5 separate regions of the Mus musculus genome follow, and all the other regions are linked to region 3. Evidence: chromatin contacts called from public HiChIP or PLAC-seq and promoter capture Hi-C data. All regions are on one chromosome and are shown on one strand. Each heading gives the region's core, a stretch centred on a gene start, on an enhancer-like site or on the middle of the called end of the contact. The rest is flanking DNA. Distances are from core to core; before and after follow the strand shown.

What was found. Promoter capture Hi-C pulls out the DNA fragments that hold promoters and counts their contacts. HiChIP or PLAC-seq counts read pairs in DNA pulled down with a chosen protein or histone mark. Capture Hi-C pulls out chosen DNA fragments and counts their contacts.
Region 1: a contact with region 3 is called in an H3K4me3 HiChIP or PLAC-seq map of embryonic stem cells, with 4 times the contacts expected there. The contact joins the enhancer-like site here to the promoter of Synj2bp in region 3. A contact is called at or near these places in 9 of 39 promoter capture datasets (3T3-L1-derived adipocytes, cranial neural crest, embryonic stem cells and 4 more), 6 of 484 Hi-C or Micro-C datasets (the HL-1 cell line, adipose-derived mesenchymal stem cells and embryonic stem cells), 13 of 115 datasets of contacts at active chromatin or transcription factors (the NIH/3T3 cell line, the SCID.adh cell line, T-cell acute lymphoblastic leukemia and 6 more) and 1 of 9 other capture datasets (embryonic stem cells).
Region 2: a promoter capture Hi-C map of hippocampal neurons shows a contact between it and region 3, with 3 times the contacts expected there. The contact joins the promoter of Susd6 here to the promoter of Synj2bp in region 3. A contact is called at or near these places in 2 of 39 promoter capture datasets (hippocampal neurons and liver) and 2 of 115 datasets of contacts at active chromatin or transcription factors (extraembryonic endoderm stem cells and pancreatic cancer cells).
Region 4: a contact with region 3 is called in a promoter capture Hi-C map of liver. The contact joins the promoter of Ccdc177 here to the promoter of Synj2bp in region 3. A contact is called at or near these places in 3 of 39 promoter capture datasets (hippocampal neurons, liver and stem cell-derived epiblast-like cells), 1 of 115 datasets of contacts at active chromatin or transcription factors (bone marrow-derived macrophages) and 1 of 9 other capture datasets (liver).
Region 5: a promoter capture Hi-C map of hippocampal neurons shows a contact between it and region 3, with 9 times the contacts expected there. The contact joins the promoter of Slc10a1 here to the promoter of Synj2bp in region 3. A contact is called at or near these places in 13 of 39 promoter capture datasets (the 3T3-L1 cell line, 3T3-L1-derived adipocytes, the C10 cell line and 8 more), 1 of 15 datasets of contacts at CTCF or cohesin (the NIH/3T3 cell line), 5 of 115 datasets of contacts at active chromatin or transcription factors (embryonic hindbrain, embryonic stem cells, kidney and 1 more) and 1 of 9 other capture datasets (pancreatic islet).

The regions. Positions count from the first base shown.
Region 1 is chr12:80,996,656-81,002,500 of GRCm38.p6, forward strand. No RefSeq gene overlaps it. Among named protein-coding and RNA genes, the nearest start is that of Smoc1, 27 kb to the right of the region's middle. Within about 2 kb of position 2,411, at least 50 of the 459 cell types and tissues checked have an H3K27ac peak or open chromatin away from gene starts, as enhancers often do. A contact at or near this core is called in embryonic forebrain, where this site is marked.
Region 2 is chr12:80,786,137-80,792,017 of GRCm38.p6, forward strand. It overlaps Susd6 (sushi domain containing 6), which reads left to right and starts at 4,396. Exons shown (of 6, transcript NM_178682.4): 1 at 4,396-4,679.
Region 3 is chr12:81,530,967-81,536,521 of GRCm38.p6, forward strand. It overlaps Synj2bp (synaptojanin 2 binding protein), which reads right to left and starts at 1,945. Exons shown (of 4, transcript NM_025292.7): 1 at 1,750-1,945. The coding sequence starts at 1,813. It overlaps Gm20498 (predicted gene 20498), which reads right to left and starts at 1,945. Exons shown (of 6, transcript NM_001309848.1): 1 at 1,750-1,945. The coding sequence starts at 1,813.
Region 4 is chr12:80,756,468-80,762,681 of GRCm38.p6, forward strand. It overlaps Ccdc177 (coiled-coil domain containing 177), which reads right to left and starts at 4,248. Exons shown (of 2, transcript NM_001008423.2): 1 at 3,930-4,248; 2 at 1-3,059. The coding sequence starts at 3,031. The coding sequence ends at 911.
Region 5 is chr12:80,964,509-80,969,976 of GRCm38.p6, forward strand. It overlaps Slc10a1 (solute carrier family 10 (sodium/bile acid cotransporter family), member 1), which reads right to left and starts at 3,571. Exons shown (of 4, transcript NM_011387.2): 1 at 3,081-3,571. The coding sequence starts at 3,436.

The DNA.
Region 1 (5,845 bases), core at 1,161-3,660, 530 kb before region 3:
CTAGAACTTGCTCTGTAGACCAGGCTGGCCTGGAACTCAGAGATCTGCCTGTCTCTGTCTCCCGAGCACTGGGATCAAAGGCATGCACCATCACTGCTGGGCAAGAAGATTCTTAACCTATCTTAAGAGGAGAGATGGTTTTTGGTTGTGCTACTTGTGAAAAACTACATGTCACTCACCTTTTTCTAAAGTCGGGCAGGTACTGGAAGGTGCAGATTCTCTCTCAGGCTGTAGTGATCATTTTACTGGGCTCTACAACCATTTCAGGAAGCTTGGGGCCATGTGCAGCTCAAATTTAAGCCAGTGATCTTGGCAAGTCACTTAGCCCCTGAGCTATAAAAGAGGTGACATTATGGGCTGACAAGATGGCTCAGCAGGTCAAGGCACTTGCTGCTTGAGCCTGGTGACCTGAGTTCGATCCCTGGAGTGCATGGATAGATGAAAGGAGAAAAGTGACCACATAACATTGCCCTCTGACCTCCAGAACCAAGTCAGCCATGCATGTGTGCCCCCTACACATCATGAATGCATACCATGATAACCAATTTTTAAAAAGAGATGACTACATCATTGGGATGTGATCTGCTGGCTAAGTGTTTACTGTTGTCTGGTGACTATAATGAGTTAACGTCTGCACTGTTCCCCTTCTCTAAGTCAGAGAGAATGCAGAGACCAGAAGCAAAGGCCATGCTGCAGGTGGAGATCTGGGAGGATGTTTCTGGGCACCCAGCATCTTCCCAGGGCTCTGCCTCATGAGCAAGGTAGGAAGACTATGTATGGATAAGGGGATTGGAAGGGGCTGGTCCTGAGAGATGAAAGAGGTTCATCGTTCTCTAAAGGTGGTCAGGCAGACTCACAAAAAGGACAGTTGCTTCTACTGGGGACTTGGCAAGTATCAGGAGGTTTGTTATTACTTAATTTATCCTCGTAAACCCTCTGTGTTATAAGTGGAGGAACTGAGGCACACAGGGCCTCGGAAAGTTCACCAGGGCCACAGCATCAGTACGTGGGGCAGCAAGGCTTTTGTACCCTGCCACATGCTCGGCACCGTGTGCACTATGCACCCTGTGTATAGTTTCTCCATGTTCTCCATAGCCCTTTGAGCGTGGTGTGATGGACTCTGCCATGCACCTGAGGACTCAGATTTATATAGTTTGCCCAAGGCTATAATTTTACAGGGGCCATGATTCAAATGTGAATTTCCATCTTGCAGGTGCCTGGGGGGTATCAGACAGGGGAGGAGGCCAGGATGACCTTTCCCCTCAGTCACAGTCTTAGGAAGTCATGCAAATGCCTGCCTCATGTCTTTGATTTGTAGCAGGAGTGGGAGGGTGTGTGTGGGAGTGTGTGTGTGGGAGTGTGTGTGTGTGACAGATTTAGACCCAGATGTCAATTTGGGAAAACACTTGAGGATTTGATTTTTTTAAAATAGCCCTCTAAATTGTGGTGTTGGGGAAAAAACAATTACCACCGCCTAAGCAAATGGGGCAAACAATCTTAAAAAACAAAAAAGGGGGGAGCACATTAAATCAGTTGTGGGAAAGCTCATGATGGTGTATTTTGCAGCTGTTTTAAAATATCACATTTTCAAAGACTATGAACGTACAAAAACTCCCTGATGTAAATAAAGGCAGGAGATACAACCAGATACACAATATGACTCTAATTATACAATGATAATTTTATTCATGACTTCTTATGCTCAAAGAAGACAACTAAGGGAAAATACTTGGTAGAGCTGATGGTTTGTTTTGGGCTGTGACATTAAAGGCTATTTAAATTGCTTTAATTATTTTGTTATGCACTTGCCAAATGTTTCACGAAACTGCCCCTCTCCATTTTGGGGTTGAAAATCATCGATGTGGCTTGCAAAACAAGGCATTTTAAAGATGGGGAAACTGAGTTTCAGATCCTCATGAGCAAGGTGGCTCAGGCCAATAGTAAGCCAGGTGTGTTTGCCCAGCTGGTCCTAGCCTATGCAAGGGGGTGCATACGTCTCCCACAGGCACGAGGGAGTGATGGCGCAGGAACTTGTGGCACCCTCCCCCAGGGGCACAGCTGGAGCGAAGCGAGGTGTGGGGGAGCAGCACTGGAGTGGGGGCTGGGTGGAAGCAAAGATTGGGGAACCTTTCAGAAATGGAAACCAGATGAGCCGTTCAAAGGGGAGCAAATTCTCCACGGCGCCCTCCTTTGTTGCGAGCGTGTGAGGCGGCGGCAGCTGCGCGCCTCGCTCCCAGCCCATGGCTCGATGGGGCGGACACGGATAACTGCATTAGATGCACTCAGCTCTTTTCAATAAAACGCTCTTGTTGAAGGCACAATAGGGGGAACGGGGCAGCAACCCCAGGCCGGGCTGGGGGCACCCTGCGTCCCCCTGGAGAGCGGAGAGCACACTCATTTTTCAGGCTCAGCTAATTGGCATTGGACCCGCTGCGCGGTTCCAAAGGAGAGGCAGGCTGCTCAAGTCCACTGTCACCGGAAATGAGGCCGTCCTCCACTCGGATCGTGGGTCTTTAGACGCAACCCAACCGCGGTGCAGCTGGCCCTGTAGGAGGTTCAGATGCCCTACGGAAGACAAAGAGGCCTGAAGGTTCTCCTAAGGGTTTCAGCTCCAAACACCCGGGAAAGAAGCAAGTGACAGCTCTAGGTATCAAATACAGTTTCCAGGCTGGGCCACTTCATGTGTGATGACCCAACTGTCACACCTTTTAAGTAGACTTATTTATTTATTTAATTATTAAGACAGGGTCTCTCTATGTAGTCCTGGGTGTCCTAAAACTCTCTAGGTAGACCAAGCTGGTCTTGAACTCCTAGCGATCCGCCTACCTCTTTTTATTCATTTTAAAAATCAGAATGTTTTCGCCAACCCCAGCACAGACTAGAGGACTGCTTTAACTCCAAATGCAATGTTTACCCATCTTTACAGATGTGCAAATCCAGGCTGGAAAGGCTGCAGGCTTGCTGAAATTGTACACCTGGAGTTTGAACCCAGGTGTGTATGACTTTAAAGCTGGGTGTTTGGCACTGTTGACATTTTAGCTGGGGTCTTTCTTGTGAGGGCTGTCTTGTGTGTGTCTGGATGTTTGACAGCATCCTTGGCCTCTGCCCTTCAGGTGTGACCCCATCCCCCCATGAGTTCAGATTTAGTCAAAAGCCACCCTCCCTTGGGGGAGCTGCCCTTGTTTAAATGGGAGAGCCACCATTTAAAGCACTCCTAACCTGCTGCGTGTGCTGGCAAGCGAGCCTTCTCTGGGCTCATTAATTTAATCTTTTTCGAAACAATAGAATTCCTCTTGGATTCTTAAACATCAGTCCTGTGGTTTGCAGAGCATGTGGCGGAAAGGGTGATTGGAATTAGACAAGGCCAAATTTCATACCGAATCTGAAGGAGCCCAGAGTGCAAGGAAACTTGACTTGGGTGTCTGTCTGCCCACATCCTCACAGGCCCCAATGGGCTAAGAGTGGCCACAGTCCCTCCAACTGTCCCCTTCGTTTCTCTTTACTAAGACTGTCTCAAGCCAGCGCTGGGCACTGGAAGAGCCTAAAACATCAGAGAAAGTCCTGGTGAAGGGTGGCATGAGGGAAGTGGACACTGCCAGGGCAAAAATAGAGCCTTAACCTGGCACTGAAATAAGTAAGGAGGGGACCTCATGTGGGGCAGCCTGTCCTGTTGCTGGTCCACTATTACTAGGAAGACCGTATAACCTGATTTTCACTTCTGACTGCAACTTGTGAGTGATTCTAAAATAGTCACCTCTATTCCCCAACCTACTATGGTGTTCAGTGGCTGTAACCTACTGATCATTTCTGTTTCCCAGGCCCCAAAGCTTACCCGAGCCACTCAAAAGCCAGTCCCAGGCTCCAGAGCCACAGAGACCGGAGACCTGTTTCAGGTCTCCATTTTTTCCTACGAGGTTGGGCTCCCATGTGTTCGTTCACGTTCCTAGTCCCACTCTGTGGATCTGATAGAAAGGTCATCACTGAAGACACCCGGGGGAGTTCATTTCCACACGAACAGGTGTTAGGGATCCCCAGGCTGTAGGTGTGTCCTCAAAACTTCTCGGCTGTACCCTTTGCGTTTATGTCTGGGTGGGGTGCTCAAAGGAGTTAACCCTTAGGGTTGGAGGGGCTCAAAAAGAACAACACCTGGAAGGAAGGGAAAATGGGTTAGGAAAGGTGTCTCAGCAGTTCGGAGGGTGAAGCGTGTCTTAGTTAGGGCTTCATTGCTTTGAAGAGACACCACAACAACGGCAACTCTTATAAAGGAAGCCATTTAATTGGGGCAAGCTTATGGTTTTAGAGGTTCAGTCCATTATCATCATGGCAGGAAGCATGGCAGCTGCAGGCAGACACGGTGTTGGAGAAGGAGCTGAGAGTTCTATATCTTGATTCATAAGCAACAAAAAGAGACTGTTGAACTGGGCGTGGCTTGAGCATAATACAAGACGTCAAAGCCCTCTTCCGCAGTGACACACTTCCTCCAACAGGACCACACCTCCTACTAGTATCACTCCCTATGGGCCTGTGGGGGTCAATTACATTCCAACTACCACAAAAGGTTAGGAGTTTCCTGGGGTGTGTGTGTGTGTGTGTGTGTGTGTGTGTGTGTGTGTGTCATAGAACAGATAAAAGTACTCATGCCAAGAAGTGCACAGCACTTATTCAGATGTGTGGAGATGTTTTCTGTTCTACTTAAAACGATCCTCTGATATTGATCTTTCTTTCTTCCTATTTTTCCTCCTCCTCCTCTTTCTCCTCCTCTTCCCCTTCCTCCTCCTCTTTTTTTTTTCTTTTTTCTTTTGGAGAGAATGTCTCTTTATGTAGCCCTGGCTGTCCTAGAGCCCAGAGCTGGCTGTGTAGAACAGGTTGGTCTTGAATTCACAGTGATCCTCCTGCCTCTGCCTCCTAAATGCTGGGATTAAGGGTATCACTACATTTAGCCTCTTAATCAACACTCTTCATTTTTGTAAATAATAACAAAACCCACCAACCCAATTCCTAACTCAGTCTTATGAACTCGGCATGATTTTATGACAACATTGCTAATAATGCTTTCATGAAGAGGTTCTTAACCTTCAAAATGCTGCGGCCTTTCATACAGCACCTCGTGTTGTGGTGACCCCCAAACATACATTTTTAAAAAAAGATTTATTTGTTTGTTTGTTTGTTTATTTATTTATTTAATGTATGAGTGCTCTATCTTCATGTCAGAAGAGGACATTGGGTCCCATTACAGATGGTTAGGAGCCACTGTGTATTACTGGGAATTGAACTCAGGACTTCTAGAAGAGCAGCGCTGAGCTATCCCTCCAGCCCCATAAAACTATTTTAATTGCTACTTATCAATTGTAAATATTTTTGGAGGTAGAGGTTTGCTAAGGGAGTTGCTACGCACGGGCTGAGGACAGCTGCATTGATGTATCCTAGAGCAGGGTCAATGACTCAGGCTACACAGAGCCGTCACAGGCTGACTTGACAACGCTACGGACTCCTTGGTTAGAACTTTTACCTGTTCTGCTTTTTCTTGTTTGTTTTTGTTTGGAGACAGGGTTTCTCTTTGTAGCACTGGCTGTCCTGAAACTCCCTCTGTAGAGCAGGCTGGCCTAAAATTCACAGAGATCCACCTGCCTTTGCCTCCTGAGTAAACTTAACGGGGTGTGCCACCACTGCCTGGCTAAGGCTTTTAAAAAACAAACAATCAAACAACAAACAAACAAACAAACAAACAAAAAACCCAAAACAATGCTCCCCCACCCCAAGGTTTCACTATGTAACCCAGACAGGCCTCAAAGTCACTATCCTCCAGTGACTATCCTCCACTCATGACTCCTGGAGTTACTGCCAC
Region 2 (5,881 bases), core at 3,146-5,645, 740 kb before region 3:
CTCTGGCAGAGATAATAGGTTGCCTAGATAGTGGAGGATTACAATTTGCTTTGGAGACCACGGGTGTAGCTCAGAGGTAGTCAGCATGTCTTAGCATGCTTATGAGCCCTGGCTTCCATCCTTACCGAAGTGTCTTTTGGGGGGTCCAAAAAAATGCTCTAAAATTGACTGTTGGTAGTGGTTATACTATACTGTAAATATATTTTAAGAAGATCTAATTGTATATGTTAAATGGACATTTAAGTTGTGAATGGGCTGATGAGTTGTCTAGCAAAATAAAGTTGCTACATTAAAATATATTTTAAGATTTTAAAATGGATATTTATATATCTGTTTATTTAGTGTGTGTGTGTGTGTGTGTGTGTGTGTGTGTGTATCTCTACCACCATACACAGGTGGAAGTCAGAGAAAATTTTGAGAAAGTGTTTTCTTCTTCCTCCATATGTGTCCAGAAGACCAAACTCAGGTCATCAGGCTTGATAGCCAGTACCTTTCCTGGACGATCTGTAAAACTGACAGGATAGGATAACATATTAGTCCTATCTCTCAGGAAGTAGTTGTGAAGATTTTCAGTTCAAGGCTAGCCTGGACTACATAGACTCTGCTTCAAACCAAAACCAAAACCAATGCAGGAGACCAAGGATATGGCTCAGAGGTGAATTGCTTGCCAGCATGCAGAAAGACCTGGGTTTGGAGTCAGGCAGTAGTGGAGCAGACTCTGGGGGGAGGGGTGGAGACAGACAGGTCAGACAGATATGTGTGTGTGTGTGTTCAAGGCCACCCTGGTCTACAGAGTGAGTTCCAGGACAGCCAGGCTACACAGAGAAACTCTATCTTAGGGGGAGAAAGAAAACAACAACAACAACAACCCCCCCCCCCCGAAAAGCCTAGGTTTGATTTCCTAGAGCTATAAAAAAATAAAAAGGCTCTTTTTAAAATAAATGTTTCTCATGCATTTACGACTCTTGTAAACCCAAATTATTCTTAATTATTCCTTTGCAATTATATATATATATGTATGTATATATATACATACATATATATATATATATATATATTATACTTTGATCATGTTTCCCAGCTCCATCATCCTCTTATCCCCAGCCACCAAACCCTTTCTTCTTATCATCAAGTCTCTCTCCTACTTTCATGACTATCTTGGGGGTCCTATTTCATTTAACCGGGGTTGCTTGTGTGAGCGGGTGGGGACATAAGATCATTCTTAACCTCCATCTTGGGATATCCACAAAAACCCAAACCCAAACCAAACCACAACAAGCACTTACTCTAAGCCAGGGAGAACCATCCTCATTTGGCAGGAGAGCAGAGCAAGGCAGGATATAAGATCTATAGGGAGTATTGGAAGTATGCTAGGAGGGGTAAGAGGGAAGGAAAAGGTTGGAGAGCCCGTACTGGCCAGAGAGAAGAGGGCTAGACCTGATCCCCATCCTGGCAATATAAAAGCAAAGGGAAAAAAGTGAGGACGTAAAGATAAAGCAGAGCCTTCCAGAGGGACGCGAGAGGCACAGCCAGTGAGGAAGGGTGGATGGGAAAGGACACTCCAGGTAGGGGAGCAGATGGTGAGGTCTCAGAGGTGTGGCAGGTGGTAGCTTGTTAGAGATGTGCCAGCAGGGTGGGGAGGCTTAGGTGTCGGTTTTTCAGCGGGGTGATGTGATTGGATTCCTGCCAGACTGCTGGAGAGCCCCGGACACAGTCCGGGCTGGAGGACTTTGTTCCCAGTTGCTGAACTCTGGTAGGTGGTGAGTAATGATATGGGTTGACATCGTGAGATGCGGCAAGTGTTCCATGAAGTTCCCTGTTAGTGGCCAAACTGCCACGCACGGCTGGAGACTCAGCTGTCCTTTCAGAAGACATGATCTGTCTGTATACCCACTTTCTTCCTTTGCTTTCTTTTTTTTCACCCATCCTTCTGTTTGGTGGGGCTCGGGCTCTTCTTTACCCTTTCCCTGTTTCTTTTCTCTTGTCTCTTGGGTCTTCCTGCCAGGACCACAAGTTTTAGTAAGCTATGCTACGGTCCTGCAGTATTTCTCATCTTTTCTTTTGCTGAGACAGGATCTTGCTTTGTAGCTGAAGCTAGCCTTGTATTTGGAATCCTCCTGCCTCAACCTCTTTCCCTAATGCCGGAATTACAGGCTGTCCAGATCCTGCCAGGCTGATGTTTTTCAACCCCCTTAATGGTCTGGGCAGGTGCAGCTCCCTCAGACTGGGTAAGTAGGCAGGATGCCAGGTGTCTATTTTTCAGAGGAAGAAAGGAAAAAGAAGGGAATACATCAGGGGTTTCTCCTAGGCCCACAGGGAGAGGGGGGAGCTTTCTAAAGTGGTCCTCTGCCTGTGATTTGGGACCCTGAAAGGGGTTGAACCGGACCCTTTCTTTCACAGGGGGCACCTAAGACATCAAAAAATACAGATGTTTACATTACGATTCATAATACTACCACAATTATAGTTATGAAGTAGCAACAAAAAATAGTTTTATGGTTGGGAGTTTTGTCATAACATGAGGAACTGTATTAAGGGGATCACAGCATTAAGGCTGAGAGAACCACTGCTCTAAGGGATGGGTGTGTTGTTGTGGCAGTAATTCACAGCACCTTTATTGGAAGCTTTCTAGGTGAAAGGCCCTGAGGTGTAACTTTGTTCAAAGGGTATCTGGCAGAAAAGGAAGAAGAAGAAGAAGAAGAAAAAGAAGAAGAGGAGGAGGAGGAGGAGGAGGAGGAAGAGGGGAACTGAGAAGAAGAAGAAGAAGAAGAAGAAGAAGAAGAAGAAGAAGAAGAAGAAGAAGAAGAAAGAAGAGGAGGAAGAGGAAGAAGAGGAGGAGGAGGAGGAAGAGGAGAACTGAGAAGAAGAAGAAGAAGAAGAAGAAGAAGAAGAAGAAAAAGAAGAAGAAGAAGAAAGAAGAGGAGGAAGAGGAAGAAGAAGAAGAGGAGGAGGAGGAGGAGAACTGAGAAGAAGAAGAAGAAGAAGAAGAAGAAGAAAGAAGAGGAGGAAGAGGAAGAAGAAGAAGAGGAGGAGGAGGAGGAGAACTGAGAAGAAGAAGAAGAAGAAGAAGAAGAAGAAGAAGAAAGAAGAGGAGGAAGAGGAAGAAGAAGAGGAGGAGGAGGAGAACTGAGAAGAAGAAGAAGAAAGAAGAGGAAGAGGAAGAAGAAGAAGAGGAGGAGGAGGAGAACGAAGAAGAAGAAGAAGAAGAAGAAGAAGAAGAAGAAGAAGAAGAAAAAGAAGAAGAAGAAGAAACAAAAAACTCCAGTAGATCCTAGGTAGGGCACTTGCACAGATAAAAGAAAAGGCTGGGCATGGTGGGGCACACCTTTAATCCCAGCACTTGGGAGGCAGAGGCAGTCGGATCTCTGAGTTCGAGGTCAGCCTGGTCTACAGAGTGAGTTCCAGGACAACCAAGGCTACACAGAGAAACCCTGTCTCGAAATAAATAAATAAATAAATAAATAAATAAATAAATAGAAATAAAAAGAAAGAAAGAAAAAAAAAAGAAAAGGCTAACAGGCCTTCTTAATTTATGAGTCACTGATTTTCAAGGAGTGCTTCAACATTTATTGAGCACCTCTAAGACAGGCCAAGTACCTAGTACCAAGTACCTAGGCACAAAGAGATAGTTCCTACTGTCATATGGCCACCCCTCTGTAGTGAGAGTCACTGTTAAATGGATGCAGCTGACCAGTGCTCAATTTGCTCACCTAAGACGCGCTTGAAAGCAATTCAAGGAGGCTCAGAAGCAGAGCAAAAAGCTAGGGGCCAAGCCTGCAGCTCTAGGTTCCCCAGGCCTCGCTGGAATGTCAGTTTCCTCCATTTAAGATCTGCCAGGTGTTTTTGAGTGCGCAGAAATAGCACTCAGGGACACCCATTAAAAAGATTCCTGAAGCCCACCCCAGCGTTATAGAATCAGAATGGCCTGATCTACATTTCCACCCCCACCTAACCCCCTCGGGACACTTTTGAGATAGTTAAGTTACACACCCTAACCTAGAGTACAGCTTAATAGGGAGATAATAACCTGCTTTGAAGATAGGTCAGGCAAGCGATTCAAGACCTAAATGGGCGACGTGTGTAGAAGAGGCTCTTAAACAACAGTATACTTCCTTGCAAATGACAGTAATTAAAACATCCAAATAATAACCAAACAATAACAGTAAAAGAACCGGAGGGCCCTCTAGGAAGGTGGCTTAACTAGAGTATTACAGCCAGAGCAGTTCGAGTGACTGTCTCTTTAAGGTTCCCTCCCCCCGCCGCCAGGGGCGTGTCAGACAAGGTCAGAGGCGCGTGCGCGTGACTCCTCGGGGCGGTCGCAGCGGCGCGACGCCTGCGCTTGTTGCGTGCGTGCCTGACCCCGCCCAGGCCTCGTCCCTGCCCTGCCCCCTCTGCGGGGCCTCCCCCGCCCGCGTCGTACAGCTGGGCCAGTGACGCTGGCGCAGCCGTCGCCACCGCCGCCGCGTTCCATCCTCAGGAGCCGGCCACCGCTCGCGTCCTCGTCCTCGTCCTCCTCCTTCGTCAGCGCCCGGCCGCGTGAGCCAGACCAGGGCACGCGAGGCGTCGCGGGGGACCCGACAGGGAGTGCAGGCAGGCGGGCGCGCTCAGCGGCGGAGCGGGTTCGGCGACGCGGGAGCTGCTAGCGCCCCCTTTCCCGGAGGTCTCGGCGCCGCTCCCGGGTGAGTTGTCACCGCCGCCCGGGCTGGAGGGGCCGGCTTTGTGTCAGCGGCGCGCGGGGCCGGTTGTCAGGGCACTGGCGGGCAAGCACTTCCTCAGGGACGCGGGCCTTCTGCGCGGCCGCCTGCTACCGCGCCGGCCGGTGTCAGCACTGCGAGCCGCGCGGGAGTAGCCGGGTCGGGCCGCTCCGAGGGCGGCGGCGTGGTTGTGCCGGTGCCCGAGAGCGGAGAGCAGATCGGGCTCGGTGGAGCGCGCTGCAAGGCGGAGGCCCTCCAGTCCAGCGAAGCCGCGGTTCCGCACGGCGGGACCGGCTTGGCCGAGGTGGGTTTCCTGAGGAAACCTTGCAGCCGCTCGCCTGTGCGCGGGAGCGTTCTGGAGCCCCAGCGCCTGGTCGCCTCTTCAGTCGCAAAAACTTTTCTTATTATGTGGGCTGAAACTTGCCGAACCCATTTCCTGTTTTGTTTCGGTTTTACTGTAACTACATATAGACTTTCTTACTTGTGAGACTGATGGTCCCTCCCGGGACAGCCACCATGGTGGAAAAACTTACCTGTAACGGAATTGGGAGGGCAGCAAGGCCGGGGATCCCAAAGAGGCATTAAGTTCATTGGGAACTTTACATTAGTTCAGCAGAGGCCCAATGTTGTTGCCACACACTTCTTTGGTGACAAGGTAGTGTGCTGCCCTTTGTTGCTCTTGTTGGTTGGGGTTCGAAGAGAGGTGCGGGGACATTATCCTTTTCAGTTAAGCCATGGGTATTTAGTCCTTTCTAGATCTGCAAGATCCGCAGTGACTTTCCACTTTTCACTGGTCAATCGGTTTTTGGTGTTAGAATCCCTTTGGTTAATAATAATAATAATAAAATCACACATACACACACACACACACACACACACACACACACACACACACTTTTGTGCTCTGGGAATTCTACACCCAGGCTGTCACCATCTAGTGGAGACTAGTAGAGACATGCCCTTGGCTTTGACTTCTTAGTTTTCTGAGCTTTGCATTTTTCATTAGATGCACATTCAAGTAGAAATGAGAACTGTCTTGAGTTGGGGGTGGGAGTGGATTCCTGTATTTCAATAAAGGAATCACTTCATAAGGTGGTGATACTGTGGAAAACTTGTTGAGGGTTTATTGTGTCCCAAGCTAAATTCATTTAGCGTGTGTGAGTTTGAGTGTGTGAACTTGTGCTGGT
Region 3 (5,555 bases), core at 695-3,194:
CAGTGTACTTACATATAATAAATAAATCTTTTTTTTTTTTTTTTTTTTTGGTTTTTCAAGACAGGGTTTCTCTGTGTAGCCCTGGCTGTCCTGGAACTCACTCTGTAGACCAGGCTGGCCTCGAACTCAGAAATCCGCCTACCTCTGCCTCCCGAGTGCTGGGATTAAAGGCGTGCGCCACCACGCCCGGCCATAAATAAATCTTTAAAAAAAGAAATGGCCAACAGGAGTGCCTACAAGCAATCTGATGGGGGCGTTTTTTCTCAACTAAGGGTCTTCCCAGATTAACTCTAGCTTCTGTCAAGTTACCTCAGCACCCCCAAAGAACTACCCAGAGCAAAGCTTCTGTATAAACCACAAAGATTAGCAGAGAGTTATTCCCATAAATATGATCAACTTCCAATTTTCTCATAACAGGAAGACAAAATATATGATTAGTTCTGAAAGCTGTGCTTTACACAGAATAGTCAGCAGTGATTAAGCTATTGCAAACTTATAGATAAGGAAAGTTAACAGACTATGCTAAGTAGTGGCCATCAGAATAGAAATTCACAGTAACCAATGATTTATTCAACTCTTGGAATACAGTATCTAACAGAACTTACTGGAGTCAGTTTAGCCATTCACTCACTAATGACAACAGTAACAAATACACACTGCTTACCATATATCAAGACATTGTCCTAAATATTTTCCAGAGAGCAAGTGGCTTCATCCTAACACTATATGTGAAACGCTTCATTTCATAACTGTCTCCATGTTACAGAAAAGAAACTACAAGAATCCATCAGTTAAGTTATTCTGCCAATACATTAAAACAAGCCAAAAAAAAAAAAGCAACAACAACAAAAAACTGGTAAGATGTTAGATTTAAAACAAAAAACAAAAACAAAAAATCTTGGCTCTAAGTGGTGAACCCTAAACCTAAAATGTTAAGGCCATAAAGAAAACTGCAAAGCCTAAGGAAGGCAGTGACACGATGTAGTAATCCAGCTATGAGCATCCATGAGGAAGACCACACAGCAACGCTAAATGGGAATTTTCCTGTCAGAATCACATGAAGTGTTTGTTTCAAGAATTGTTTGATCCACACTGAATCCAAATTTCTAAAGGTGAGACTAGAAAACAACATTTTCATTTCAATATTTTGCTAAAAAGTAAAAACGAAAACGCCCAAGTAATGGTGGTCAAGTGTGGCCAGGTCTGAAAACTTCTGTAAAAGGTCTCCGCCCGCTTTAGCATTCCAGTTGATATGGTAAATTGATTCCGCAAAAATGCAGGCAGGGACCCTAGCACCGGAGAAACTGTGAGACACTCAGAAACACACACACACACACACACACACACACACACACACACACACACACACACACCGCCGTTCGCTGCTCCTGTTTTTACCTGAACGGGCCCTCGGCGAAGAAACAAGGATGGAGCAAGCAACTGAATAACGGATACGGCGGCTCCCACACGCTGGCTAAACAGCGGGCTTTTTCCTGGTCTTGGCTATTGCCACCAACAGCAAGAAACCCGTCCTGGCCATAAACGCCTGTGGTAATCCGACTGGATTATGGGGCAGAGTCCTTGGGTCCGTTATCTAGCTAACAAAAGATGCCAATGGACTCTTTGCTCCGTGCCCGATAGCGTTCTGGGAAGCCGCTCGGTCGGGGCCTGCCTGCTCTCCAGCCAGGTAAACCCGGCTCCGCCAAAGCAAGGGACGCAGCAATTACTCCCTCCATGTCCCGCGCCTACCCGAAGGTCCTCTCGTCAGGTTGATCTCTTCCTCCGTGACTAAATAATCCACCCGTCCGTTCATATCTGACTGCTCTCCGGCCGGAAACCCCGGGTCAGCGGGTGGCCAGAGCAGGTGAAGGTGAATCAAGCTCCGCGCTGCCTCCCCAGCATAGCTTTTACAGTTTCCTCAGCGGTCAGACCGGAAAAGGAAACCGCGGGCACTGGGAACGTGGAGGATGCTGGGAGTGGTGGTTCTCTGAGCCCACCAGCGTTTTCCGGTACCTCGCACTGTTCTCAAGGCCGATCCTGAGGAGCCATGAGCAAAGAGAGGTATAATGCTCGCTTACACTGGAAGAGCATGGGGAAGGAGAGAGGGTAATAATGGTATGAGATAGAATTACATTGATACGTTTGACATTTTAAATAAAAATCTCAAAATATCTACAAATGTGTGTGTGTGTGTGTGTGTGTGTGTGTGTGTGTGTGTGTGTGTGTGAGAGAGATCTTTTATGAGCCTCAAACCACTCTATGAAAGGCATCATAGGCAAAGTACTAATGAGATTGCATACTTGGGTGGGAAATTGTAACCTTTTGTGCAATACAGATGAAATCCAATGTGATGCCCCATGTAAGAAAACTTGGTAACACTGCTTCAAGTTCCTTCGTTAGCAGTCCCCGTGTTAGTTAATAAAATGTATCCAAATAAAAAAATGAAACCTCCCCCCATCTCTCCTTCTCCCCCTCCCCTCCTCCTCCTCCCCACTCCCTTTCCCTCCCCCTCCCCTTCCCCCTCCCCCTCCCCCCCCTCTCTCTCTCTCTCTCTCTCTCATCAAGCAAGTGTTCACTGCTTAAAGCAAGGCACCTGGGCTGACACACATGACAGGAAGTGAGGATTTCCCTGATATTTACATCTGAGAGCATTGTTTTCCAGGGCCTTATGCACAAGATTTCTTAACTTAGACCTGACAAGACTCTTACTTAACTTTTAAATAGATGTATATATCCCTGGCTTGCATTTAATAATAGGCCTATCTAACTTAAGAAATGTGTACACATATACAGAGGAAAGATAATCATAGGCTTGTTCAAGAAAAATCCTCCAAGCAAAAGGAGGTGAAATGTCCTTTTCACAAAATGATTGCAAGACTTAAGATGTGACTTTCCAGCCCATCTTGACTTTTAAGATCGGACATTCCAAACAGAGGTGAAGAAACTTTCAGGTATCAAAACTACAAAGGCCTTAAGGACCAGGAAGGTGACCATAAATATGTATGGTGACTCAAGGGACTCCTGTGGTGTTAAGAGAATCAAAGACTGCATAATCAGACTATGGTATTCAAAGTTATGGCTAAAAGCCAAGCCAGCAACTCAGGTTTATTAAAACAAGTCAGAGGTGGATTCTATAGGAATGAGACAGGACAAGAAGGCAGGGAACCTGAGGCATGAGGGGAGAAGGATCCTGTCATCTCCAGGTCTGATTAAAATCTCTTGCCGGGCTGCTGAGATAGCTCAGCAGGTAAGAGCACTGACGGCTCTTCCAAAGGTCATGAGTTCAAATCCCAGCAACCATATGGTGGCTCACAACCATCTGTAACAAGATCTGATACCCTTTTCTGGAGTGTCTGAAGTCAGCTACAGTGTACTTACATATTAAGAAAGAAAAGGTAGGAAGGAAGGAAGGAAGGAAGGAAGGAAGGAAGGAAGGAAGGAAGGAAGGAAGGAAAAAATTACCCATTTAAAAAAAAAAAAAAACTCTTGCCAACTGAGCAAGCATTCTAGCACATTGAGCAGCATTTGCTGTAAAGGCTGCTGACATAGACTTAATATTTCTTCCCTGCATAGATAATGTATATAAAATTGTCAATGTCCTAAGCCTAAAACCTCAATGTGTATGGCTCTAGGTGGACAGGAACTTCATTCCTTTCTCTAGAAATTGCCTGAGAATCTTAAACCACGTGTAACATGTCCTACCTTCCTTTATTTGTAGAACTACACCTCAACTCTGTCAACTGTACCTGTCAGGTGCCCCTCCACAACCATCTACTAGTAAGACAGTGACTTCAAACTCCACGTAAACCTCATAGATAACTACTTTAAAAGCAATGAACACATAGCCATGCTTTTTATTGTCCCTTACTATCTTTTGAGTGCTTTGTTTTCTAATCCTCATCTGTGATGTTTTATGCTTGGCCTAGGGAGTGGCACTATTATGAGGTGTGGCTTTGTTATAAGAAGTGTGTCACTGTGGGGGTGGACTTTGAGAGACTGGGATTGCACTGAATCTGTACATTGCCTTTGATAGAATTATCATTTTCACAATATTCTACCAATTCATGAGTATGGATAGTTTTTCTGTTTTCTAGTAGCTCCCTGAATTCCTTCCTTCAGAGATTTAAAGTTTTCCTTCTACTTCCTTGGTTAGATTTAGTTGTAGGGTTGTTGTTGTTGTTGCTGCTGCTGCTGCTGCTGCTGCTGTTGTTGTTGTTTTACTTTTATTCACTTTACAGCCTGATCACTGCCCCCATTTCTGGTTACCCTCTCCCATAGTCCTTCCCCAATGCCCCCTCTCCTTCTCCTCTGAGAGGGTGGAGGCCCCCCTGGTTATCCTTCCACCCTGGCACATCAAGTCTTTGCAGGGCTAGGTGCATCCTCTCCCACTGAAGCCAGACAAGACAGCCCAGCTAGAAGAATATATCCCACAGACAGGCAACAGCTTTTAGGATAGCATCCATTCCAGTTGAAGACCAAGCTGCACATCTGTTCCATATGTGCAAGGGGACCTAAGTCCAGCCCATGTATGCTCTTTGGTTGGTGGTTCAGTCTCTGAGAGCTTGGGTCTGTTGACACTTTTGGCCTTCCTATGGAGTTCCATCCCCTTTGGAGCCCACAAGCCTTCCCTCAACTCTTCCATAAGAGTCCTCAAGCTCTATTCACTGTTTGGCTGAAGGTCTCTGCAATCATCTGAGTCAGCTACTGGGTGGAGCCTCTTAGAGAACATCCATGCTAGACTCATGTTTGCAAGCATGACAGAGTATCGCTAATAGTATCAAGGATTGGTGCTTGCCCATGAGATGGGTCTCTAGTTGGGCCACTTATTGCTTGGTCATTCTGTAGTCTCTGCTTCATCTCCAGTCCCTGCGTTTCTTGTAGGCAGGTTAAATTTTGGGTCAAAGGTTTTGTGGCTGGGTTGGTGTCTCTATCACTCCACTGGGGTTCTTGCCTGGCTACAGGAGGTGGTCTCTTCAGGTTCCATATATCAAATGCTGTGAGCTAAGGTCATCCCCATTGATTCTTAAACAAGTCTACCCCAGGTCTCTAGCATGTCCACAAGTTCCCCCACATACACCTTCCCACCCTCATCAGTTGCAGATTTGCATTGGTTCTCGTGATGATCTGGCCATCTCTCCTGCCTGTCCCCACACTCAATCCTGAACCTCCCATCCCCTTCCCCATCCCCTCACCCACACAGTTCCCTCCCTCCATCTGCCTCCTATGACTGTTTTATTTCCCCTTCTAAGTGAAATTCAAGCATCCTCACTCATCCACTAGAAAGTAGGGTTTGTTCAATATACAAAAATCCATCAACATTATCCAACAATATAAACAAACTGAAAGAAAAGAAATCATATGATTTCTGTGAATATGCTTGACCCAGGGAGAGGCTTTATTAGAAGGTGTGGCCTTGTCAGAGAAGTGTGTCACTGTTGGGGTGGGCAATGAAACCACGCTAACCACATTTAAGGCAGTTGTCTCCTACCAGCCTTCAGATGCAGGTGTAAAACTCTCAGCTCCTCCTGCACCATTCCTGTCTGGACACTGCCGTG
Region 4 (6,214 bases), core at 2,998-5,497, 770 kb before region 3:
CCTCCAGACTGCATTCAAGGCTGGAGCTTTAAGCAAGAGTGGCCTGGGCAGGCACAGAAGGTAGCTCTACTTCGTAAGGCAGCGGCTTCTGTCTGCAGGAGCTGGCCCCACACAGGGAAGTGGGCATCAGACACTGCCTCCACTTACGTATTCACCTTCCATGGAAGCCTCATGGGGTGGAACACTGCTGCCTAAGGAAACCATCACCTCCAGGGGTCTGGAGGTTGGAGGGCTTCCATTAAAGCTAAGCAGCCTCACCGATCCAGCCCCTTCCCTACACCACTTGGGAGAATAAGGGATTATTATCTGTAGATGATTGTCTAACTAGAAAGCCAAGGGACTCAACTGAAAATATTTTGGGAACAGGATAATTTGTTCACGTGTCCAATTCACAGTCTAGCGATAGCTTTTGTAGTCGCTTGTGCATGAACTAACATCTTAGACGAGCTGTGCTTTCTTGGGAAACTTTCAAGTCCTGTGCAACTTGTATTTTCAAAGATAGAGAGGTAAGTCTGGGAGATATTCCCTCCGCTGCTGCTACTTAAATCGTCTTGAACACAATTGTTAGAAAGATGCCCAAGGCAGCTGTGGCAGAGAGCCCCACGTTGGCCTCTGTGCTCTCTCCTACAGGGACCTTCCTCCTCCCAGCTACTTTCTATTCCAACCCAAAGACACCAGTGGATGTGGGTAGATTGTGCCATGTCGTTTCCAAATGGAGTAAGTCTGTAAAACAATGGTGACAGATGGAAAAATACCATGTCTGCCTTCTCAGTGCCTCATTAATGGTTCATTAGTCTGGAGAGTTCATAGTGTGGCAACTGGACTGGAGAAGCCTGGAGTTTGGTCAAGGTGACTAAGAGAGAGGCCACACCTGGCCATATCCAGCAGCACGGTCTGTCCAGGGCGGCTGTCATTTGCGGTCCAGGCTGGCATGTAGCTGGGCCTCTCGCACCATGCGGTCAAAAGAGCGCGTGTTGGTCTCCTCCCGCACCTTCTCCCGCACATGGAAGGAGGCCCGGGCCGTGGAGCGAGCGCTCTCCAGCGCGCTTCGCCGTTCTCGAGAGAGCTGCTCACTGCGCTCCAGCTTGCGCCCAATGGCCTGCAGCAGCTCGCGGCGGCGGCAGTCTTCGTCTCTCTCTACCTTCTCCTTGTTGGCACGCTGGGCCCTCTCCTTTTCCAGGCGGGTCTGAACCACGCGCCGGGCCTTCTGCTGCACAGCCTCTTCGGCCACCTGCGCCGCGTGCTGCAGCCGTCGTTCTCCCGCCCGCGCCAGCGCCTCCAAGTGCGCCTGATGCTCCCGCTCTTTGCGCTCGGCCGCTTCCTTCGCCCGCCGACCCTGGAGCTCCTCTCTCCGCGCGCGCTCCCGCAGCTCCCGGGCGCGCTGTTCCTGCAGCTGCTCGTAGTTCTCTTGCGCGCGGCCCAAGCTGGCCTCCAGGGAGCTCCGCAGGCCCTCCCGCTCCTCCTGCTGCTGCCGGACTCGGCCTCTAAGCAGCGCCTCGTGGCGCGCCCGCTCGGCCCGGCTCAGCTCGCGCTTCTCGCGCTGCAGTTGGCCCTCTTGCCGCTCTCGGGCGCGCGCCGCCCGCTGGGCGCGCTCCCGGCGGACCAGCTCCGCGCGCTCCCGCCCCTCTTGCCGGCCCTCCTCCCTCTGCTTCAGGTTCTGCTCCTGCTGCAGCTTGCGCAGCCGGTCGTCCCGCGCGGCGCGTTCCACCCGCTCCCGCCGCAGCAGTCCCTGACGCTCCGCCAGCTCCCGCCGCCGCTCCTCGCTGCGCTCGCACTGCTGCTGCCGCCTCCGCGCGGCCTCGCGCTCCTCCCGGCCCCGGCGACCGCGCCGCTCCTCCACCTGCGCCGCCCAGGCCCGCCGGCCCCGCTCCAGCGCGCGCTGCTTCTCTCGCTCCTCGCGCTCCCGCCGCTGTTCGGCGCGCACGCGCTGCTGCTCCCACTGGCCGTGGGCCGCGGCGCGCTGCTCCAGCAACAGGCGCTCTTCCTGGTGCCGGGCCAGCATGAGGGCGGCGATCTTGCGGTCGCGCTCGGGTACCCCGCGCAGGCCTCGCTCGGCGCGCACTTGGCGGACGATGCGCTCCACATGCTGGGCTGTCTGCGGCGAGTGGCTCAGGTCTCCGAGGCTGAAGCTGCGGGCCGTGAGCGGAACCAGAGCAAGGGCCGAAGGGCGGCCCAGTGGGTTAGGTGCAGACGACGCCGAGCCCGCGGGGCAGCTGTTCCTGGCGGAAGCTCGAGGTGGCCAGCGAAGCTCCCGAAGGCTCTCCCCGCTGTAGGACGACGACGAGGCCCCGGACTCGGAGCTCAGGGCACCGTCCCTCCGGCGGGAGAGCGAGTCCAGCGAGTGGCTCTTTCTACCTGTCCGAGAACCGGCGGGCGGAGGCCGGCTCCTGGCGGGGGGACTGGGAGAAGTCCTTCGAGCAACTCGCGAGGCGGGCGAGGCCGGGAGGCTGCTGCTGCTGCTGCAGCTGCTGCTGCTGCCCCCGCTCAGGGCCGAGGCTGAGGCTGAGGCTGAGGCCGAGGCCGGGGCTGCCGCCGGACCCTTCGGTGTGAACAGGCGCCGCTTCTCCTCGCGCATGATGCGCTCGCGCTCGGCGCGGCACTGCTGCAGTTTGGCCAGGCGCTCCGCCTCGTAGGCCTCGTACAGGCCGGTGGCCACGCGCATGGAGCGGCCCGGGGCCTCGCGCACCAGGTCGGCCAGGGCCCGAGGCAGCAGCTCCACGGGCTTGACCGCGCATCGGGCGCAGGCCTCCAGAGAGCGGGGGCTGGTCAGGACGTAGCGGCTGCCCTCTGCCTCGGGGCAGGCGAAATTGAAGAGATCGAGGTGCAGCAACGGAGACTGCTCCCGACGTCCACCTTCTGCCCCGCAGGGGACTTCAGCCTTACGGGGCGCCGCCGCGGAGGCGGAGGCCGAGGAGGCAGCCGGCTGCTGGGCTCCCTGGGCATCGGGGGGCTCGGACGCTGTGGCCTCATCCCCTTCAGAGCCACCGGGCTCCGCTCCCTCTTTCTCCTCTTCTGGCACCGGGTCCACCATAGCTGAACCTCGTTCTTTGTTGGAGTCCCTGAGATGACAGAGGGGCGGGGGGACATAGAGGATCTGTGAGCTGTTCCTCCCTCCTCAGCCATATTTACCCCTCCCAACTTAATCCGATTTCAGATTAGGCTCAGGGGCCTGATGGAACGTAAATCCTAAAACTGATGCCCCAAAAACTCAGGCTGGGCAGTTGCGGTGGGGGGACGCTGGGCCTTAGACAGCAGCCTCAGTCTCCCTCAGACCTAGAATGCAGGGCCTTTCAGGAGACCACATTGGCGTGAGGCCCACTAGCTGCATCCCCTTCCTGCAAAGATTGAAGTGCAAGGAAGGCTGCAGCCAGCGAGGGAGGCGCTGGAGGATTCCCCGGAGGATTAGCTATTTGTTTGTAGCTTAGGCGGGCTGCTGGGATGCAGCTTTGCAAGAACACAAAAGGGGAAGGGGCCTGTGCATGCCAAAGTGCATTGCTGCGAGGGCCCCAGTTGCCTAGGAAGAAGTTTATGGTTGATTTCTCTCTACCAAAAGGACCCGGAGCGCAGGGCCCCCGGGAGATGGAAGGGCTGAAAAGAGTCTCCAAAGGCTTCTCCGAGTGGAGTGATGGATTCTTTCTCCAGCCTCTCCAGCGGGGCTTGCTGGGAGCTCTCTGCCTTCCTCTTCCTCCAGCCCCCACCCGGTGTTTGCTCAAGATGCACAAGGCACCTGAATCCTCCCAGATGCACCCGATCTCCAAGGCCGAATGTGTAGTTAAAGGTACCATCAACCCCAGTATGGTGGACTCAGACATCAGCCGCTGATGCTCACCAGTTTCCGCACCGCATCTCAGGGGAGTGGGCTCTTAGAGCGCCGTAAACCCTGCCGCTCCATTCTGGGAGCTGCTAGGTCTCCGAGCGGGTTCACTTACCCCAGGTCCGGGCTCCGGCCCCCTTGCCGAGGGCTTTTGTTCGCCTCTCGCTGCTCTCCCCGGCGCCTCTTCAGTCCCTGCGCCGGCGGGGTCGGGTTACTGCCGGCTGCAGCAGCCAGCGTCTCTCCATGGGAGACTACGAACTGGGAGCACACATCCCAGACGCTACCTACCCGGGGGAGGGGGAGTGCGACAAAGTCTCCCTAAAATAACGTAGCTCTGCTCCCTTGCTCACAACTGATTCTTAAAAAAGGAAGCTGGGTTCTTCCCTCGCCTCTGCATCCATCTCCACCTCTACCGCCAAGGTACCGCAGGTCTCTCGCTGCTCCTGGCGCCTCCTGGTGGCCACTTAAGGGTATTCATTTCTTTGCTTAGAGGACGACAAAGCAATTAAAAATACAGTAACTACACATGTATGCATATAAATGAATGCATGCATACATACGTAATACAGAGAGATGTGGACATAGCAGTTATCACCAGAAATCTAGTCTTTGGGCACCTTAGGCGGGTACAATGAAGGAATCAGTATATTTCTCAAAGGGATCTTAAGCAGACCAACAAGTCAGCAAGTAATTGGGTAGAAAGAGGGCACCTGGTCCAAATAGTGATTTTTATTTATTTAAGGAAAGCTAAGATGGGAGAACGAATGAGAACAAAGAATGATGCCACATTATGAAATTGCCATTACCTTGTTTGCTCACCTAAATAACTAAAAACAGTCGACAAAAACACACGGGTTCAGGCGGCAGAACACAAGTGACCAGCGGATGCTGCTTCCGAGTCGCTAGTTTCATACGATGAGACTGATCCTGATCGATGCCATGTAATGAGTGCTTTTTGATGACACCTCATCCTACCCTTCCATCGTGAGTGGTAGTGGCCAAAGACATCCCAGATTAGAATCCTCCAAGGAATGGGGGGGGGGGGGAGGTGTAGCATTAGAGAGTGTGGTGAACTATGATGCTAAAGAATCCGAAGGGCTGGTTGGTGGTGATGCCCGCCTTTGATCCCAGCACTCAGGAGGCAGAGGCAGGTGGAGCTCTGTGAGTTCAAGACCAGCCTGAGCTACAGAGTTCCAGGACAGCCAGGGCTACACAGAGAAACTAAACAAGCAAACAAAGGAAACCATGAGGGGAAAGTAAAGTTTTTGTTTTGTTTTGTTTTGTTTTGTTTTGTTTTGTTTTGGAAAGGGAAGGTTTTGAACAAGGAAATAATGCCGCAGATAGACTTTTTAGGAACATAACTCTAGCAACAACAGGGCAAGGCCCAAGAGACTAAGGAAGCAGTTGGGGAGGCACTGCAGGTACCCAGCACAGGGAATGTTGGAACCAGAAAGGGAGCGGTGGTAGGAAAGGAGGAAGGTGGGGGTTTGTAAATACAGTGGAAGGAACCACACTCAAAGCTTGGCTCTAGTGTGTGAAGTGAGGGATCAAGGATGGCTGCCTGGAGCAGTGGGATGCTGAGACAGACAGACAGACAGACAGACAGACAGACAGACACGGAAAGCGTGGATCCAGGAGGGAAGATTAGCTGGTATGGAATGCCAGTTATGGGCAGTTGCCCCTCTCCGTCATTAGAGTAGGACCATCCAACAGGTGGCTGGTTAAGTCATACTAGAGGTCTGGACTGGAACTAGATCGAGGATGTCACCATCTATGTAAGGTCCCTGTGATGGCTAGTTTTCTGTCCACTTGACACATGCTAGAGTCATTTAAGAAGAGGTGACCTCAACTGAGAAAATGCACCCCCAGACTACTCTGAAGGCAAGACTTGCATTTTCTTAATTAGCGATTGATGAGGGGGTGCCTGCCCATTGTGGGTGGTTTCACCTCTGGTGATTCTGGAGTGTGTAAGAAAGCAGGCTGAGTAAGCGTTCAGGAGCAAGCCAGTAAGCAGCAGCCTCTCGTCTTCTTACCTTGAGTTCCTGCCCTGACTTCCGCTTTCTCTCTCTCTCTTTCTTCCTTTCTTTCTTTCTTCCTTTCTTTCTTTCAAGATTTATTTATTAGCCAGGTGTGGTAGCGCACGCCTTTAATCCCAGCACTGGGGAGGTAGAGGCAGGCAGATTTCTGAGTTCGAGGCCAGCCTGGTCTACAAAGTGAGTTCCAGGACAGCCAGGGCTATACAGAGAAACCCTGTCTCGAAAAACCAAAAAAAAAAAAAAATTTATTTATTATTATAAGTACACTGTAGCTGTCTTCAGATTTCAGATGCACCAGAAGAGGGCGTCAGATCTCATTATGGATGGTTGTGAGCCACCACGTGGTTGCTGGAATTTGAACTCA
Region 5 (5,468 bases), core at 2,321-4,820, 560 kb before region 3:
GCATTTTCTCCTGCCTGAGCATCTTTGAGGACGGGGCTGCCCTGCTTGGTTGCCTGGTGGTCTCACCTCGGACTTAATCCATTTGGAAGACAGAATAAGGATGAGAGAGGGTCCTGAGCTGGCTCTGGACACAACTTTTGCTCAGATATTGGGAGATCTTTGGTAGGTTTTTTGACCTCTGTCTCCTAATGAGTAAAATGGAATAAGAGTCTCATCATTTACTTCTAACTCTGGGACATAATGGCCTTAAAAGAGAGGCCTCAGAGTAGGCCTTGGAGCCACACTTGACTCCTGGACACTGCTTGCTTTGCACAGCCTTTTAGATATATACGTATGACTTGATGCTGTTTGAAAATTTGGAGATTTCACCTAAAAATGGAGACTCAAGTCTTCTCTTGAAGAGAAGAAATCTTGGGGCTGGAGGGATGGCTCAGCTGCTAAAAGCACTGGCTGCCGTTCCTGGGGACCAGGGTTCAACTCCCAGGACCCACATGGTGACTCACAGCCATCTATGGCTCCAATTTCAGGAGAATCCAGTGTCCTCTTCTGGTTTCTGTGGGCACCAGGACACACACACACATGTCTTTACATACATTCAGGCAAAGCACTCATACCTATAAATATATTTTAAAAGGAAAAGCAGCTAGGCATGGTGGCACACGCCTTTAATCCCAGCACTTGGGAGGCAGAGGCATGTGGATCTCTGTGAGTTTGAAGCCAGTCTGGTCTACAAAGTGAGTCCAGGCCACAGCCAGGGTTCTGTTACACAGAGAGACCCTGTCTCAAAAAACCAAACCAAATCAACAACCAACAAACAAAGCTAAAGCAGAAAGCTGTGATGACAGTAGGTTCTCTCCTGTACAAGGCATATGTCTGATCAGAGAGGCCAGTGCCTTTGAGACTGGCAGGCAGCCTCCATTCACTCTGTCAATATACAGGATAGCTCTCAAGACGTCTGCAGACATACCAGTTCTAAAGCCAGCCAGCCAGCCCCTGGCTGAAAGTGTTAAGCCCTAGGACTTTCCTTATCTGTGAATGTGGTCATTTATGGCACTCCCTTCTGTATGTACCCCTTCATGTCAGCCGCCGAAACAAGGACCAGTGCAGGATGTATACAGTGGGCAACAAGAGTATTAAGAAAATAAAATTGCTGGGTGGTGGTGGCACACGAATTTAATCCCAACACTTGGGAAGCAGAGGCAGGTGGATTTCTGAGTTCAAGGCTAGCCTGGTCTACAAAGTGAGTTCCAGGACAGCCAGGGCTATACAGAGAAACCTCTCTCGAAAAACCAAAGAGAGAGAGAGAGAGAGAGAGAGAGAGAGAGAGAGAGAGAGAGAGAGAGAGAGAGAGAGAGAGAAAGAGAGAGAGAGAAGAATACTAGCTGCTCTGACAGATGGGTTTGATTCCTAGCACCCACATAGCTGCTTACAGAACTTACTAGAACTGTAACTCTAGTTCTAGGGGGATCCAGTGCCCTCTTCTGTCTCCCTTGGGCACTAGGCACACACGTCGTACACAGAGACATACATGCATACAAAATACCCGTACACATTTAAAAAAAAATGTAAGTTTAAAGATTGACTTTGTTGAAAAGAATGTTTGTTTAGTGAAGGTCCTTAGCTTTGCTGTCATTGCTGTAATAATGCATGTAGTCACTTTTCAGGACAACAGGGATTCAAAGTCTGTCTGGACATGATAATTATTCCCGCTCAGCCAGGTGGATCGGGGCATGGTTAATGTGTATGAGAACGATAAGTTTGCTTAGGAGGAAGAGACTGGGTCACACAGTTCCATCGGCTGCTTCCACAGATCCCCAGATTCCCCACCGTGCCCCCTTTCTGACTAATGTGACTACATAGTCCTGCACCAGAGCTGAGGTTTAACATCTTGGGACGTATAAGGTGCGACCAACCTTGCTTACAGGACAGCATGACTAATGCCTTGCCCCTCCTTCCAGTTGCCCTCCTGCTGTTTTGCCTCACCAGGAGAGGCTTCTAGGTAAGTTTTCTTTGTAAAGTTTAGGCACAGGCAAGGTATGCTCCCTTTGCGGTCCCTTCTCTACTTGACACTGAACAACTCCACTGAGAATCAGGCCTAGAGGAGACTGGCTTTGTGTCTGGAGTGAGTTCACCCATGCTGTGCACTGCCCGAGCAGGCTGAGAGGGGCCCCTCTCCTTGACATTCACTGCCACAGTCACAGCTGTGTGAAGGACAGATATTCCACCAAGCCCAAGGAGTCTGGCGCTTCACGAGTGCTACCTGATCAGGATGCTCTAGGCTCAGGCTGGTCTTTTTTTTTTTTTTTTTTGGTTTTTTGAGACAGGGTTTTACTGTATAGTCCTGACTGTCCTGGAACTCACTTTGTAGACCAGGCTGGCCTCAACTCAGAAATCCACCTGCCTCTGCCTCCCAAGTGCTGGGATTAAAGGCATGCACCACCACCACCTGGCTGCTCAGGCTGGTCTTAGCCTTCTCCCTTCTTGTTAGACTGAGTGGAGCCCAGCCTAACCTGGGCAATCGCTGGGGCCTCAATTCTACATAAAGTTTCTTTGGTTGGCAATCTCACCACATCTGACAACTCGGTAAAGGGTCTTAGCAGATACCTTGGATGCCCAGATACTGGAGAAGAGCCTTTGGAGTCTCTTCTCTGCAGGAAATTTAAGATGCTCGTTTGGTTCCAAGTCACCTTGGCCTTCCTGGAATGTTCTGGACCCATTATACCCTTGCTAGATTTTCAGCCTCAGAGCTGACACCCTGCCAGTCAGATGACTGTGGTTCTGAGGAACTCTTTCATCGAAATCTATTCTCCTTTACAGTGATCCTGTAGAGACTTCTGGGAGTTCAGGGGTGTCTAACATACCTCTGGACCAGCTTAATGTTTTTTTTTTCCCCCTGGGATTTAAACCAAAGAGATTCCAGAGGCTGCCCCAATTTAGCATAAACCTTTGACAATCAATGCCAAACTTAATCCAGCTCCTACGTCCCTCCCCGCTCCTGGCTCCAGCCTAGATCTTCTCTAGATCATGACATCTCGGCAGCACCCCATCCCACACCCTTTCCTCTTAACCCTCGGTCCTACCTGAGGTTCATGTCCCCCTTCATGGCCAGGGTGAAGAGGTTAGACAGGTTCCCCCCAGGAGAGCAGCCGCAGATGAGGATGGCCAGAGCCTCAATGCTGGTCAGATGAAAGACCTTGCCCAGAAGGAAAGCACTGAGGGGCATGATACCGTACTGGGCCACTATGGCGATGATCACCCCTTTGGGCTTCCAGAAGTGAGCCTTGATCTTGCTGAACTCCATGGTGCAGCCAAGCGAGAGCATGATGAGCAGCAACATAACTACCAGAATGACGCTGAGCGCAGTGTCTGTGGCCCGGTGGCCAAAGCCAGGCGGCAGGGAGAAATTGAAGGGGGCTGATACGTTGTGCGCCTCCATCCTCCGACCCAGTGAACACCACCTCACTCTCTGCTCCTGCCCTTCCTTGCCCAGTGCTGGCTGGATGTTTTCTTCAGTCCTCTTTCAGGACAGAGTTTCTGGACAAAATGTAGCTGTGGGCAAATAAAAGATTATGCAACCTGCAGAACCACGGTTGTGGTTATAAGACAGCCCATAACCTCATCTCCCCGGATCCCCTACTTTGCTTAAGTTTTCTGACCTCTGTGCCTGCCGAGTGGAGCTCGTACCCAGCACAGGGTTCATTCTTTACCCTGCTGAGCATGCTTCACTATAGCGTCTCTGAGACCCATCCAGGACCTGCAACAAAACATGTCCACCTTTCCCTTTAGTTCCTGCTTCTAGCTCAGTCTCGGAGACCTCAGGTTGTTTCCTGGGAAAAGGTGCCTTCCCTATCCTCAGTGAGTCACCATTTGTTCCCGAGAGAAAGAGACTGTTTCTGCCTTTGCCTTCCTCATCTAAGTGGCAAAGGCCAGAGGGCCATGGGACAGGATGGGGGGGCGATGTGGTGTTGCTGTCTTCAGGAGAGGCTGTGTCCATGACTGTCCTCCTCTGAGACCTTGCTTTGTGCCCATATCTAGACCATACGTGTCCTGTGGGGGTTGGGGTTGGTTGGGGGGTGGCACCATGAATCCCTGAAAGACTTACTTATCTCCAGAGGGGAAAAAACTTTCTGGGGTACGTTGGGCTCTTGGAAGCCTGGAGATTATCCAAAGCCCAGCTCACGAGAAACTCCAGCTGTGGAGAGTAACTAGCTGGTGCCTGAGGTATCCATAACTTGAGAGACTTCAGAGAAGGAAGTGAGGTTGTAGCAAGCTTGAGATGCACCAGGTAAAAAAAATAATTCCACTATTTTTTGGCCATATATAAAGCAAGCTCTATTAAATATTAAATACCAGCCAAGGGGTAGACTTTGGTCAGAACCAGTTCCTGAAATGTTTCAGCTAAGTGCCCTGAGACAGACATGTAGCGGGGGTTTCTAAAGACTAATCTATGCCAGGCGGTGGTGCCACACGCCTTTAATCCTAGCACTTGGGAGGAAGAGGCAGGCAGATTTCTGAGTTCGAGGCCAGCCTGGTCTACAGAGTGAGTTCCAGGATAGCCAGGGCTATACAGAGAAACCCTGTCTCGAAAAAAACAAAACAAAAAACCAAAAACAAACAAACAAACAAACAAACAAAGACTAATCTATAAACCACTTTCCCAAGAGGCATTGTTATTTTTCAAGAATGACAGCTTATAGCATTCTAGGAAGTTACCAGGTTTGTGGGCAGGTGGGGTGTGCAGGTTAATTTTAGGCATTGCAGATGAGTGGCCTTTTCTTACTGCACTCCCAATGGCTCTATTTTGCATGTTGGGCCTGTGGGTCTCATGATGGAAACCAGGTGGGAGGCATGCAACATCAGCAGCATTAGAGAGGCAGGTATGGCCATCCTGAGCTGAACTCCCCCGACTCACCTCAACTATGAGACTGAGCGGGTCTGTTAGGTGTAGTTTCCCCACCATGACCAAGGCAAAGAACACTTTTTTTAAAAAAAGATTTTCTTATTTATTTTATGTATATGAGTACACTATAGCTGTCTGCAGACACACCAGAAGAGGGCATCGGAACCCATTATAGATGGTTGTGAGCCACCGTGTGGTTGCTGGGAATTGACCTCCTCTGGAAGCGCAGTCAGTATGCTTAACCACTGAGCCATCTCTCCAGCCAGACTGAGGCAAATCTTTTTTTTAAAAAAAACGTTTATTTATTTATTTATTAATTTATTATAAATACACTGTAGCTGTCTTCAGACACTCTAGAAGAGGGAGCCAGATCTCATTATGGATGGTTGTGAGCCACCATGTCATTGCTGGGATTTGAACTCAGGACCTTCAGAAGAGCAGTCAGTGCTCTTAACCGCTGAGCCATCTCTCCAGCCCCCGAGGCAACTCTTATAAGGACAGTATTTAATTGGGGCTGGCTTACAGGTTCAGAGGGTCAGTCCATTATGGCAGCATCTAGGCAGGCATG